2 separate regions of the Rattus norvegicus genome follow, and region 2 is linked to region 1. A link is a contact called in public Hi-C data. All regions are on one chromosome and are shown on one strand. The core of a region is the stretch at or near the end of the contact, and the rest is flanking DNA. Distances in the headings are between cores, read along the strand shown. Region 1 holds the start of Irs2 (insulin receptor substrate 2). Region 2 has its middle 240 kb from the start of Irs2.

What was found. Hi-C and Micro-C count contacts between places; a contact is called where the count stands out from the background.
Region 2: a contact with region 1 is called in a Hi-C map of the A7r5 cell line, with 4 times the contacts expected there. The contact joins the enhancer-like site here to the promoter of Irs2 in region 1. A contact is called at or near these places in 2 of 12 Hi-C or Micro-C datasets (the A7r5 cell line and Schwann cells) and 1 of 1 datasets of contacts at active chromatin or transcription factors (oligodendrocytes).

What each region holds. Positions count from the first base shown.
Region 1 is chr16:85,187,191-85,193,047 of GRCr8, reverse strand. It overlaps Irs2 (insulin receptor substrate 2), which reads right to left and starts at 2,738. Exons shown (of 2, transcript NM_001168633.1): 1 at 1-2,738. The coding sequence starts at 2,738.
Region 2 is chr16:85,427,931-85,433,787 of GRCr8, reverse strand. No RefSeq gene overlaps it. Among named protein-coding and RNA genes, the nearest start is that of Irs2, 240 kb to the right of the region's middle. Within about 2 kb of position 3,052, at least 9 of the 93 cell types and tissues checked have an H3K27ac peak or open chromatin away from gene starts, as enhancers often do. A contact at or near this core is called in the A7r5 cell line and Schwann cells, where this site is marked.

The DNA of each region.
Region 1 (5,857 bases), core at 1,489-3,988:
TCGCCAGGGCTCTTGGGCTCAGTGGGTAGAGGGTACTCTTGCATGCTGGGAAGGGTCTGCAGTCCCTCTAGCGAAAGGCGTGTGGGCCGCACTGCCCGACAGCGCTGGCCCAGGAAGCCCTCAGGTCGGCCAACGATGCCACTTGGTCTCATGGAGGAAGGCACTGCTGAGTGATGAGGCTGGGTATGACTACCACCAGCTGCCCCAAATGTGCCAGCCCCTGGGGTGGCCTGGGGCTCCAGTCTCTCCTCTTCCAAAATCCGACCCACAGGGGAGCTCATGAGCACGTACTGGTCGTTGTCTCCACCACCGCAAGTACAGGGAGCCTTGTAAGAGCGGGGCAAAGAGCTGTAGCAGTGGCCAGGGACGCCTTTGAGGGCCTCACCGCCTGGACGCAAAGCTGCTGAGAAGAAGTCAGGTGGGGTCCCTGCGGTGCCTGCCTCACTGGGGGACATGTTGAGGTAGTCCCCATTGGGGAGCAGCTTAGGGTCTGGGTTCTCCATGGACAGCTTGGAGCCACACCACATTCGCATGTACCCGCTATCTTCTGGGGAGCTCTCCGCTGGGGAGCTGGCTTTGTAGCCGCCTCCGTTCACTGGGAAAGTCCTGCCCGCCCCTGAAGGGGGTGCTGGCACGGCTGCTCCAGAGGGGGGCAAGGCCGCTGCCGAACGTGGTTGCAGGATCTGCTTAGGGGCAGACACGCTGGTGGGGCTCATGGGCATGTAGTCATCGCTCTTGCAGCTATTGGGGCCACCACTCCTGAGGGCTGCCCCAGGGGTCATGGGCATGTAGCCATCATCTGCCCCCAGGTTACTGCTGGAACTCTTGTGAGAACCAATCTCAATGTCTCCATAGTCCTCTGGGTAAGGGTTGTAGGCCACTTTGGGAGAGGACGCAGGGAGGGATGGGCAGAGGCGACCTGAACTGCCAGAGAAGGTGGCCCGCATGAGAGTGTATTCGTCTAGAGAGGCAGAGGAAGGCTGAGGAACCTGCCGCTGCCGGGCAGGCGTGGTTAGGGAGTAAGTCCTCTTCCTCAGTCCTCTGTCCAGATCCTGGGCCCCATCCCCAGAGACCCTACGGTAAGGGCGGCCACAGTGGCTCAGGGGCCTATCCATGCTCATATACCCATAGAGCTCGCCCCCACTGCCGTCCCTGGCTGGCGGGGTCTCCGCGATGGACTCAGGTGTGTTGCTCCTGTGGCTACTGAAGGCTCTCAGGTCACCAGGGCTGGAGCCATACTCGTCAAGGGACATGAAACCCGGGTCGCTGGGGGAGCCCGAGGCGGAGGCACTTCCGCTGGACGGACGTTGGCATTGGGGGTGATGGAGCGGATGAGGCAGGTGCGGGTGGGAACCAGGAGGCAGCGGGTAGGAGCCTGAGCCATGCCCACTGCTGGAGGACAGGCTGCCTGGGCTGGTGGCTGCAGGCGGCGAGTGCGCCACGGGCATGGACATGGAGCGGCTGTGTTGTAGGGCTCCCCCTGCCGGCGCCAGAGCCACTTTGCTCGGGCGGCCTCCGCAGCCGGCGCTCAGGGTGTGCGAGCGGCTAAGGGGCGCGCGCACCGGCCCGGGACTCAGGGGGCTCCCTGCCACCGACATCGGCCTGCCTCCTGCCGTCCCGGCTCCGCCTGCCGCGCCGCCGTCACCCTCGCTGGCTGTACGAACCCGGCACGAAGTGCACTTGGCTGCTGGCGGGGTGGCCGCCAGGCTATCAGTGCGAGAGCGGCGCACCAGGCCCGTCTGGCTAGGGGGTAGGTTGACTAGGTGGTGGTGGCGGCGCGCGCCCGGTACGCTGATGGGGTGCGTGGCAGACGACCCAGACGACTGACTCTTGCTGCGAGGCCGGAACTCGAAGAGCTCCTTGAGTGCCTTCATGGCCTCCAGGATGGTCTCATGGATGTTCTGCGCCACCACCGAGTCATCGGCTTGCATCCACAGCTCGCCGGGACCGGTGACGGCTGAACGGCCCACCTCGATGAAGAAGAAGCTGTCCGAGTGGCCGCAGCGGCGAATGTTCATAAGCTGCAGCGTCACCGACGGCTGTTCGCAATTGAGCTTCACGAAGCCGATGGTGCGCGCAGACAGGCATAGGCGGTATACACCGGTCAGGTTCTTGCTCTGGCCCAGTCCCTTAGGCTTCAGGTTCACCTGCCACACCTCGCGGTAGACTGCCGTGGCGGGCGTCACGAGCCCGTAGTTGTCATCGCAGCCAGCGGCGCCCGCCGAGCCGCCCAGGGCCCCCGGGAGAGAGGCGCTGCAAGAGCCGCCCGTGGTGCCGGAGCCCCCATCGCCAGAGCGGCCTTCGCTGACCAAGTCGGTGAGTGCGCGGTACCAGCCCTCCTGCTCCTGCTCGTTCTCCGCCGCTACGGCGAAGTACTCGTCCTTGGTGTAGAGGGCGATCAGGTACTTGTGCTTGGCGTCCGCGCGCTTGTTGATGTTCAGACAGCAGTCGAGCGCGATCACTCGCTTCGGCGCGCCCGCCTTGCTCTTCCACTTCTTCTCGCTCTCATAGTACTCCAGCCGCGGAGGCTGCGGCGGCGACCCCCCAGCCGCGGCTGCCTCCTCGCCGCCGGTGCCCGGGCCGCGCAGCACGAAGAAGCGCTTGTGGCCGTGCTTCTGCTTGCGCAGGTAGCCGCACTTGCGCACGCTGTGGTTGTTGTTGTTGTTGTTGTTGTTATTGAGGTTCGGGCCGTCCCCGCCCGCCGACGCGGGGGGCCCAGGCAGGGGCGCGCTAGCCATCACCACCGGTTCAGCTCTCTCCGCCCGGCTGGGCAAACAGGGGATGGCGAGGGCCGAGGGGCGCGGGCGGGGGCGGCTCCCCGCCACCCGTCGCCCGGCCGCCCGGCCACGCGCGCGCGTCCCCCGGGCCCAGGAGGTGGGCTAGAAGGCGCGCGCCACTCGGTGGCGCAGGGCCCTCCGCCGCTCGGAAGGATGTTCGGCGCGGGCGATGGCCACCCCCCGCTTCGACTGTCCGCGGCCGCTGCCTTCCAGGCTCTCGGGCGGCGCCCGGGGACTGGCTGGGCCGAGAGTCGGGGTCCCCGAGCCGCGGGGCCGAGCTTAGAACGCGCGCGGCCGGCCTGCTGCCACCGTTCTGCACGGCGCGACACCGGTCTGCGTCCGGACACTCGGGGCCCACGCCGCCACTGGGGCCGCTGCCGCCGCTGCCGCTGCTGCTGCTGCCACCAACGACGACCTGGGTTTGTCGCGGTCCCCGCCGCACAGTGAGTAACACATCGCGCACCGAGTGACTGAACTAAGAGCAAAACAACACGTGACTCTGCGTTACGCAGGCACACTCGCGCGGACGCTCCGCCCCGCCGCCCCGCATTGGCGCTGCGTTCCCCGACGGACAGCGAGCCCGGCCAATGAGCGTGAGGCGCGGGGGGGGCGGGACGACACCGCGCTGCGTTTCCCGCCGTCCCCTCCCCCTCCCCCTCCGAGGCCGGGCCGGGGCTCGGCGGGGGCCGGGCCGGGCTCATTAATCAGGGGCTCGTTGTGGATGCAGGCGGGGGCGATGCCACCCAGGGCGGGAAGCCCGCCACAGAGAAAGCGGGTGCGGGGTTTGTGCTCCCGCCTCGCGCCCTACTAACTGGCCCCAGGCTTCCGCCGCGGAGGGGGAACGGGGGCGGGAGGTTGGAGCTGGTGCGGGGCGGCGGTCGGACCCCAGCATCTGGGGTGGGCGCGCGGCGCAGGGCGGTGCCCGCTGTGGGTGGCAGGCGCGCGGCCCGGTTTGTTTACGAGCATCGTTGCCCGCGAGCTCCCGGTCGATGGCAGCTCAGTGCCCTTTCCCGGCGGCGAGCAGAGCGAGGGGCGCCCCGGAACCCGCCCCACCCTCCGCAGTCGTCCGCCCCCGCCCCCGGCCGTGGGCTCTTTCCGGGGCGTCATCAGAGCCATTCACTTGTCAGGTTCCCGGGAAGTGGAAGTCGCCTGTTCTGGATGTAATAGGAGAGAGGAGGAGGGCATGCTGGCGTAGGAAAATGCGGTTTCCATAGTGCCGGGAAAGGGCGGGCCTGGGCGGGAGCGGGGAGCTGGGAGCGGGTGCTGGCGGGCGTCCTTCCCGCGCCCCGCGCCCTCACTGCTCCCGGCCCGCGCCCCAAACCTTGCTCACCCAGCACCCCGGCCATGGGAGGGCGTCGCCGAACCTAAGAGCGCGGCCGCGGGCACAGCGCCAAGCCAAAGATGCCCTTGAACTGCTGCTTTGAATTTCTCTATCTACGTGGCCTTTGTGACTTTCAAAGTTGAGGGCAAATAAGCACCTGCATGTCATGTCTCCTCACTGACAGCGTGAGGGCCGCTAGGAAGGGCGATGATCCGAGTTCACAGAAGGCGGGATTGGAATCCTGATCTGAATGCGTAAACAAAACCCTTGCCCATCTAGGGAGAAAGTATCTAAATGAAACAACTCATGACCAGAGTTTATCTTACAGTTTAACCTTGGTTATTTTGTACTGAGTCCTGGAAGTTCACCGTGGAATGCCCTGCATAATTTACGCATCGTTATTACAACTACAACGACATGTTTAAGAAAAATAATTGCACGGTTTGAGTCTGAAGACCATAGATGCTTTACCCTTTGTTTAGACTGTGCCGTAAACCCCCTAATGATGGATTTTGTGCCAAGATAACCCAAGCCAATGTTGGACCTGTTCTGTTTTTAGCGTGTGTACCGCTAGGATTATGATTATTGGTGAATAGCCAAAGCTTGGGGGAAACCATCCACATAGTAAATATCATCATAAAAATTAACCTCAAAAGGGTGTGTTGAATTGGGTCTCCCATCTTAAAATCACACTCTTTTAAAACAAGAGATCAGTAAATGCCATCGTTAGTGTCCGTCCGTGTGCAGATGTGTGTGCTTGCACACCCTTGCACTCACACCCGTGCGTGTGCAAGCTGTGGTTGTGAGTGTGCCAAGCACACTGTCTTGTGGCCGCTGGCTTTTGTGCTTCTATCACCAACCATTATCTCTAAAGCAGAAGAAACAGAACAACAAGACAGGAGCTTTTTTATCTTGGAGCTTGAAGAAAATGCGGCTCGATTTCTATTGATTGTGATAATTTGCATCCCATTTTATAAGACACATAAATGAGCCCGTGTGTTCTGTAACCTGAAATAGCACAGGACGAGAAGCCACTACATCAGTACCCAATGCTTTCTTCTGAAAAAAGGCATCTTTGGTAACCATTTTGCTTTCTTCTTTATTTTGACTCTTAATAAAAAAAAAATTAGATTTTTAGGAATGCATTGAGTGCTCTGTGCCCAGCGGGGCTTGGCCAGTACCAGCTTTGTTTTCCTTGGGTCTGCGTTAATGTTCTGTACCAGGAGTCAGAAGCTCAGTGTTGGCAGGTGACCTGTTGTGTGCTGCCTCAGACACCCAGCTAGCAGCACAGGAGGGGTTCAGGGAGGGGGTAAGTACAGCTTCTGTCCGTGGCAAGGCCCTTGTTATTCTGCAGCCCCGGAAGCTCTAAGAGAGAGAGAGAGAGAGAGAGAGAGAGAGAGAGAGAGAGAGAGAGAGAGAGACCACCCTCTGAGCAACCTGCTTCCTGCTGCCAGATAACCTGCTTATTTACTGGAAGCTGGTTGTGTATCTTGGGATTTTCCAACTGTTCTCCCATACTTTTTCAGTACTAGTCGGCTCCTAACATCTGTCCGTGTGCTGTGCTCACAGGACTAGGAGACATGTACCTGGCTTGTTGCCAGTAAACAGCCTGACTGCAGCTTTTCCTCCTGCCTTTGGATCTTTCCTTAGAATCCTTCTTTCCCTTTCACGGCTGACAAATGACCATAGGGTTTCGGTTGGTTGGTTTTTGATTTTTTTGAGACAGGGTTTTTTCTGTACAGCTCTAACTGTCCTGGAA
Region 2 (5,857 bases), core at 1,803-4,302, 240 kb before region 1:
CCCAAGGAGAGCCTCCTCTGAGGAGCGTGGTTTCCATGTCTACAGAAATTAGCCTTGCAATCGCAAGGGTTCCTTTCCTGTTTTGTTCAAAACAATGAACTAAAAACAATAAACCAAAAAGGAATTGATTTCCAGTAAGCTAGGAACAACAACAAAAAATGTCTTTTATGGGCAGAATGGCTCTACACTGCATCTGTTTACACAGGTTCCTTTAGGCAGAATTCGGCAGAGTTAGCCACCAGGAAAGAAGAGGAACAGAAAGCATCTGCACTAGTCAGAGGCTGACTGCAGGTTACCTGCTCAGGAACGTGTGTGCGAATGACAGGAGAGCCTGTTCGTGAATGCCATCAGCAACTGGCCACCGCTGCAGTTGCCACCAGCAGGCTCTTTGTATAGAATCCATGGATCTGTCTCCTGTGCTTGGCCAACTCTTACAGAAAACTGTTCCTGTGGCTCCCTGCGCATCAGCAGAGTCCGATAAGGCTGTGAGGTTCTTGATAATTCAGCAACCCTCAAAATTTCCCCCTGATTGACCGATGATTCTCAACGTGTGGGTTGCAACCCCTTTGGGGGGGTCAAATGATCCTTTCACAGGGGGTTCATGCAGATATCTTGCCAATTAGATATTTATATTGATTCATAACAATGGCAGATTTACAACTGTACAGGGCAATACGATAATTTTATGGTTGGAAGTCACACATAAGCAGCAGTATTGAAGGATCACAGAGTTAGGGAGATTGAGAAACCCTGTCCTAGACTTTATTCTGTAGCCCAAGGAGGAGGGTTTTATCATGTAAACATCTGGGACAGCCCTTGGGGCTGGCCCTACAGCAGCCAAGGACCTGTCCATTCGGTGTTTTATAGAGATGTATGCAGCACATCTTCCTTCTGCCCATTTGATCAGAAAGCAACAAAGCCATTCAGAGGACACATCTTGTGTGCAGTTCCCAACGGAGGTCTGTATTCCATTCTTTCTCACCCTCCTGTTAGGGTCTTCTGACTGTTGTGTGAAGAGTGACATCACGCTTCAGCTTGTGCTGAGAGAGATTCTGCCCCTCGGCTGCCTTCCTTTTGCAGTTATATGGAACAAACCAGTCTCTGTTCTTTGGTGGGGCTGCGCTTGGCTGGGTAGTAACCTTGACACCATGTCACCAGATCGTGGTGGACAATGCATCTCAACAGGGACAGAGCCCAATAGCATTAACCCGGAGGATAGTTCTAAAGACATGCAGCGTCTGTCATTTACTAATAACATAGAGTTACTTAGTGGGCTTGATTCTCAAACTTCACAGGACAACTGAGGAAGTGGCCACACCTTTAATCTCATGCTGGGGAGGGAGAAGCAGGAGGATCCCCACAAGGTCACAGACAACCCCAGGCTACATAGAGAAACCTCACTTTAAGAAAACAACCCTTCCTCCTCCCCAAATCACCGTACACACATGTGCGATCACGCCAAAGATTCTGCTTTTGATTGCAAATGTTTTGAGGCTTAAGTCAAGTCTTTCACACATCTGGAAATAAGGAAAGACAAACTCTTTGCTCAGTGTCTGACCTATGTTCTTCACTTGCCTGTATCTCAGACTAGGTGGATGCTGGCCCTGTAAGGTCTGTCTCAACCCTTTTCGGTATTGCAGAAAGAATAGAACCTGCAGGCCCATGCTCAGGTTCTGCCCAGTTCAGCTTTGGGCTTACAGGCTCTGTAGGAGCCAAGCCAAGGATCAGAGAGAGGCTGCCTCCCACCTCTCAGCTGCATCCTGGAGAGTGAGAGTGGGTGGGCTGGTGCAATCCCTTGGGCCTATGGATCCTGGAACGTGATTAAATGGTCCACAATGTGCCTACTGTCTTACCCCTAAGACCTCACCTCACTAATTTGTGTGTGATAGCTAAGACTGGTTGTCACTTGATAGAACCAGCAGGGAGGGCCCTCAGTTGATGAATTGCTTCCACTGCACAAGCCCGTGGGCACAGCTATGTGGTGTTTTCTTGATTGTTAATTGATACAGGAGAACCTGGTGAACAGAGTATCCCTAGGCAGTCAGCCTGGGCTATGTGAGAAAGGCAGATGAGTGAGAGCCAGTGACAAGCCACCAAGCAGCATTCTGCCGTGGCCTCTGTCTCAGTCTCTGCATCCAGGTCCCTGCCTTGTGTTCCTGGGTTGTCTTCCCTGGATGGCAGCTTCATCCTGGGAGTGGAAATACACTTTTCCTTTGGCTCTCCTGGATGATTCTGCAGCCTGGGAACTGAGCACACTTTTGCTCCTTCAAGTTGATTTGGGTCAGGGTTTTATCACAGCAGCATAACTGGAGCTAGAGCAGTGGGCAGCTGGGGTGTCAGCCACCACCTCCTGCAAGCCAGTCGTCTTCTTAGGCAAATTCTTCAACGGTCTCCAGCCTCCACTGTACTCCATAATTGTGACCTTCTGCCGGTTGCCATGGAAATAATTTCTGGATTATAAATAATGACGATGTGAGTTTCCTAGTTACCAAGTATGTTTGTAAAACGAATTCCAAAGGTACATGACATTTAATTCCAACCTATTTTTAGAAACTGGAGGGCAATAAAGGAAAATATTTTTAAGAATTAAAAAAGCTGAAATGTTTCCCAAATCTCATCAGAGAGCAGTAGATCTATATAGCTATTGGGAGGAAAATAAGAGTTTTAGTAGCACACCGTCCTTGAGGTTCTGAGGAAACCTCTGAGAGGAATACAGAGCTCAGAGCTAAACCGCAATGATCGCTTATCAAAATGAGCCATTATAGAACTAACAACCATGGAAGTGAGGGATAGAGCGTCCTTCCACAACCTCACGCCCTCTGTTTTGCAAAATGTTTTTATTTAAGAAAATCACTGCTACTCTTGAAACCAAAGGTTCAGCCTACTTAGTTCATAGAGAACTGAAAGTGAGGGTTCCTTCCAAGGGAATGTGTTACAAGTGAAAATCTATCACAAAGGCTCTTAAGTCAGTTTCTAATTGACTTTTGTAAAGATGCTGAAGACTGGCTCAAGGAAGACAAAGGCAACAGTGTCTCAAAGGAAGACAAAGGAAACAGTGATTTTCTGTCCTGTTTACAATCTTATCCTTTCTGAACACAGTTGCAAGAGATCAAAGACAATGGTACATCATTATCCCTTCAACTTTGCTACAAGGTCTCAAAACTCGGAAATGCTTTTTTTTTTCCAGAAACTTAAGTGGGATACAGAAGGGTGTGTGCATTCCTGGGGAGGGGGTCGCATGTGTGCACGTGAGTGTGGAGGACAGAGGAGCCACTGGGTATTTTCCTTGTTTTTATTTAGAGGCGAGGCCTCTCACTAAGTGTCACACTTACATTCAGAAAGATTACCTACCCAAAGAGCTCTGTGCTGTCTTCTCCCTAGCACTGGGATTTCAGGCTTGCACCTCTACACCTGTCTTCCTTTAATGTGAGTTCTGGGGATCCAAATCCATGTCATCAAGCCTGCATAGTTTTACTGAGTCATCGCCCTGTCCCTCAGAACCTTTTGCAGGTAGGGCAGGGGTTCCCGTTCTAACCTGAGGACCTTCCAGTCCTAAACCACCTTCTTTACTTCTGAGACAAGGTCTGGCTAAATTGCTCGGTCTAGCCTTGAGTTTGCTCCAGAGCTCAGGCAGGACTTGAACTTCAGTCCTCCTGGCTCAGCCTCCCGAGTAGCTGTCTGGATACACAGGGAGAAGAAGGAGGCCACCAGGCCAAGCTTGTTCTCTGAATCTTAAATCAAGCCCCAGCTCAGTTTAACCTTTGGAACATGAAATTGGAGAACTCGGTAGCAGAATTCAAAGGTCCATTATGATCTTTCTTTATGAGTAATTAGTGGGTCATATTATAATTTTGCCATAATTCATACTTCAGAATTCATGAATTCTTTTTTTTTTATTTTATTTTTCTTGGATATTTTATGTATTTACATTTCAAATGTTATTCCCCTTTCCCCCCTCCCCCATACTCCCTCCCTTTGCTTCTATGAGGATGCTTTCTCCCACCCACCCACTCTAAGCTCAATGCCCTGGCATTACCTTACATAGGGGAAACGAGCCTTCCCAGGACCAAGGGCTTTTCCTTCCATTGATGCTGGACAGTGCCATCCTCTGCTACATATGTGGCTTGAATCATGGGTACTCCATGTATACTCTTTGGTTGGTGGTCTAGTTAGTCCCTGGGAGTTCTGGTGGGGTTTGGTTGGTTAATGATGTTATTCTTCCTATGGGGTTGCAAACCCCTTCAGCTCCTTCAGTCTTTTCTCTAACTCCTCCATTGGGATCCCCTTGTTCAGTCCAATGGTTAGCTCCAAGCATCCTCATCTGTATCAGTAGGGCTCTGGCAGAGCCTCTCAGGAGACGCCCATATCTGGCTCCTGTCAGCCAGCACTTCTTGGCATCAGCAATAGTGACTGGGTTTGGTGGCAGCATATGGGATGGATCCCCAGGCGGGGCAGTCTCTGGATGACCTTGTCTTCAGTCCCTGCTCCACTCTTTGTCCCCGTGTTTCCTCCAGTGAGTATTTTGTTCTCCCTTCTAAGAGGGAATGAAACATCCACATTTTGGTCTTCCTCCTTCTTGGGCTTCATATGATCTGTGAATTTCTTAGGTAATCCAAGCTTTTGGGCTAATATCCACGTATCAGTGAGTGCACACCATGTGTGTTCTTTGTGACTGGGTTACCTCACCCAAGTTGATATTTTCTAGTTCCATCTATTTGCTTAAGAATTTCACTTAGTCATTGTTTTTAATAGCTGAGTAGTAAGTACTCTGTTGTGTAGATGTACCACATTTTCTGTATCCATTCTTCTGTTGAAGGACATCTGGGATTTTTTTCCCAGCTTCTGGCTATTATAAATAAGGCTGTTATGAACATAGTGTCCTTGTTATATGTTGGAGCATTTTTGAATTTGGCATTTCTATTGGTTTGATTTCAACAAATCTGTGTGCAGTAAATTTGTCTTCTATGCTGCTATAGCCAGTGACCACCAACTTGATGGTGCAAAACAATGCAAATATATTCTACAAATCTGAGGTCTGAATGGCCACCTGGCTATAGCCATGGTGCAGCCTGGACTGCATTCATTCTGAGGGCTCTAGGGGGGAATCCCTACTTCTTTCTCCTTCACCTCACCCTTGACTTCTCATTCTGACTTCAAAGGCAGCAACAGCTAATCAAGTCTTTCTATGAGAGTCTGACTTCATCCACCCTACTTTTTCTCCTGGTTCTCTTCTGTGTCTCCCCTTCCCCTCTAAAACAGCCTGTGTGGTTGCATGGGTCCCACTTGTGTATGCTACCATCCCATCTCAGAGCCCCTAGCTCCATCACATGCTAAGCCTCTTTGGTAAAGAAGGTAGCATGCATCTATGTGGGGGATTAGAAAGTAGGCATCCTGGGGCTGGGGATTTAGCTCAGTGGTAGAGCGCTTGCCTAGGAAGCGCAAGGCCCTGGGTTCGGTCCCCAGCTCCGGAAAAAAAGAACCAAAAAAAAAAAAAAAGAAAGAAAGAAAGAAAGTAGGCATCCTTGAAGAGCGAAACAAGTATTAGTCCCATCACAAGTGTGTGTTAGTTCTCCCAGAGAAGGGACTTTGACTATCTGCTTGACCTCAGTGGAGATCCAAGCACAGGGTAACAGGTCCCACAGTACAACTAGTCAAATCACTACCATTCAAGTACCCAGGAAACACACAACTCTGTAGTCTCCCCTGTGTCAAGATGAAGGCTTGAGGCTCTGTATAGAGATTCCCCAATACTGCCCTCCTCCTTATGCTCACCTAAGGAAGAACTAGGAGGCTCCCTGATGCTGTCCGTGAACCATCACTGTCTTTTGTCCCGATCTCTCGCTTCTTACTCACTTGT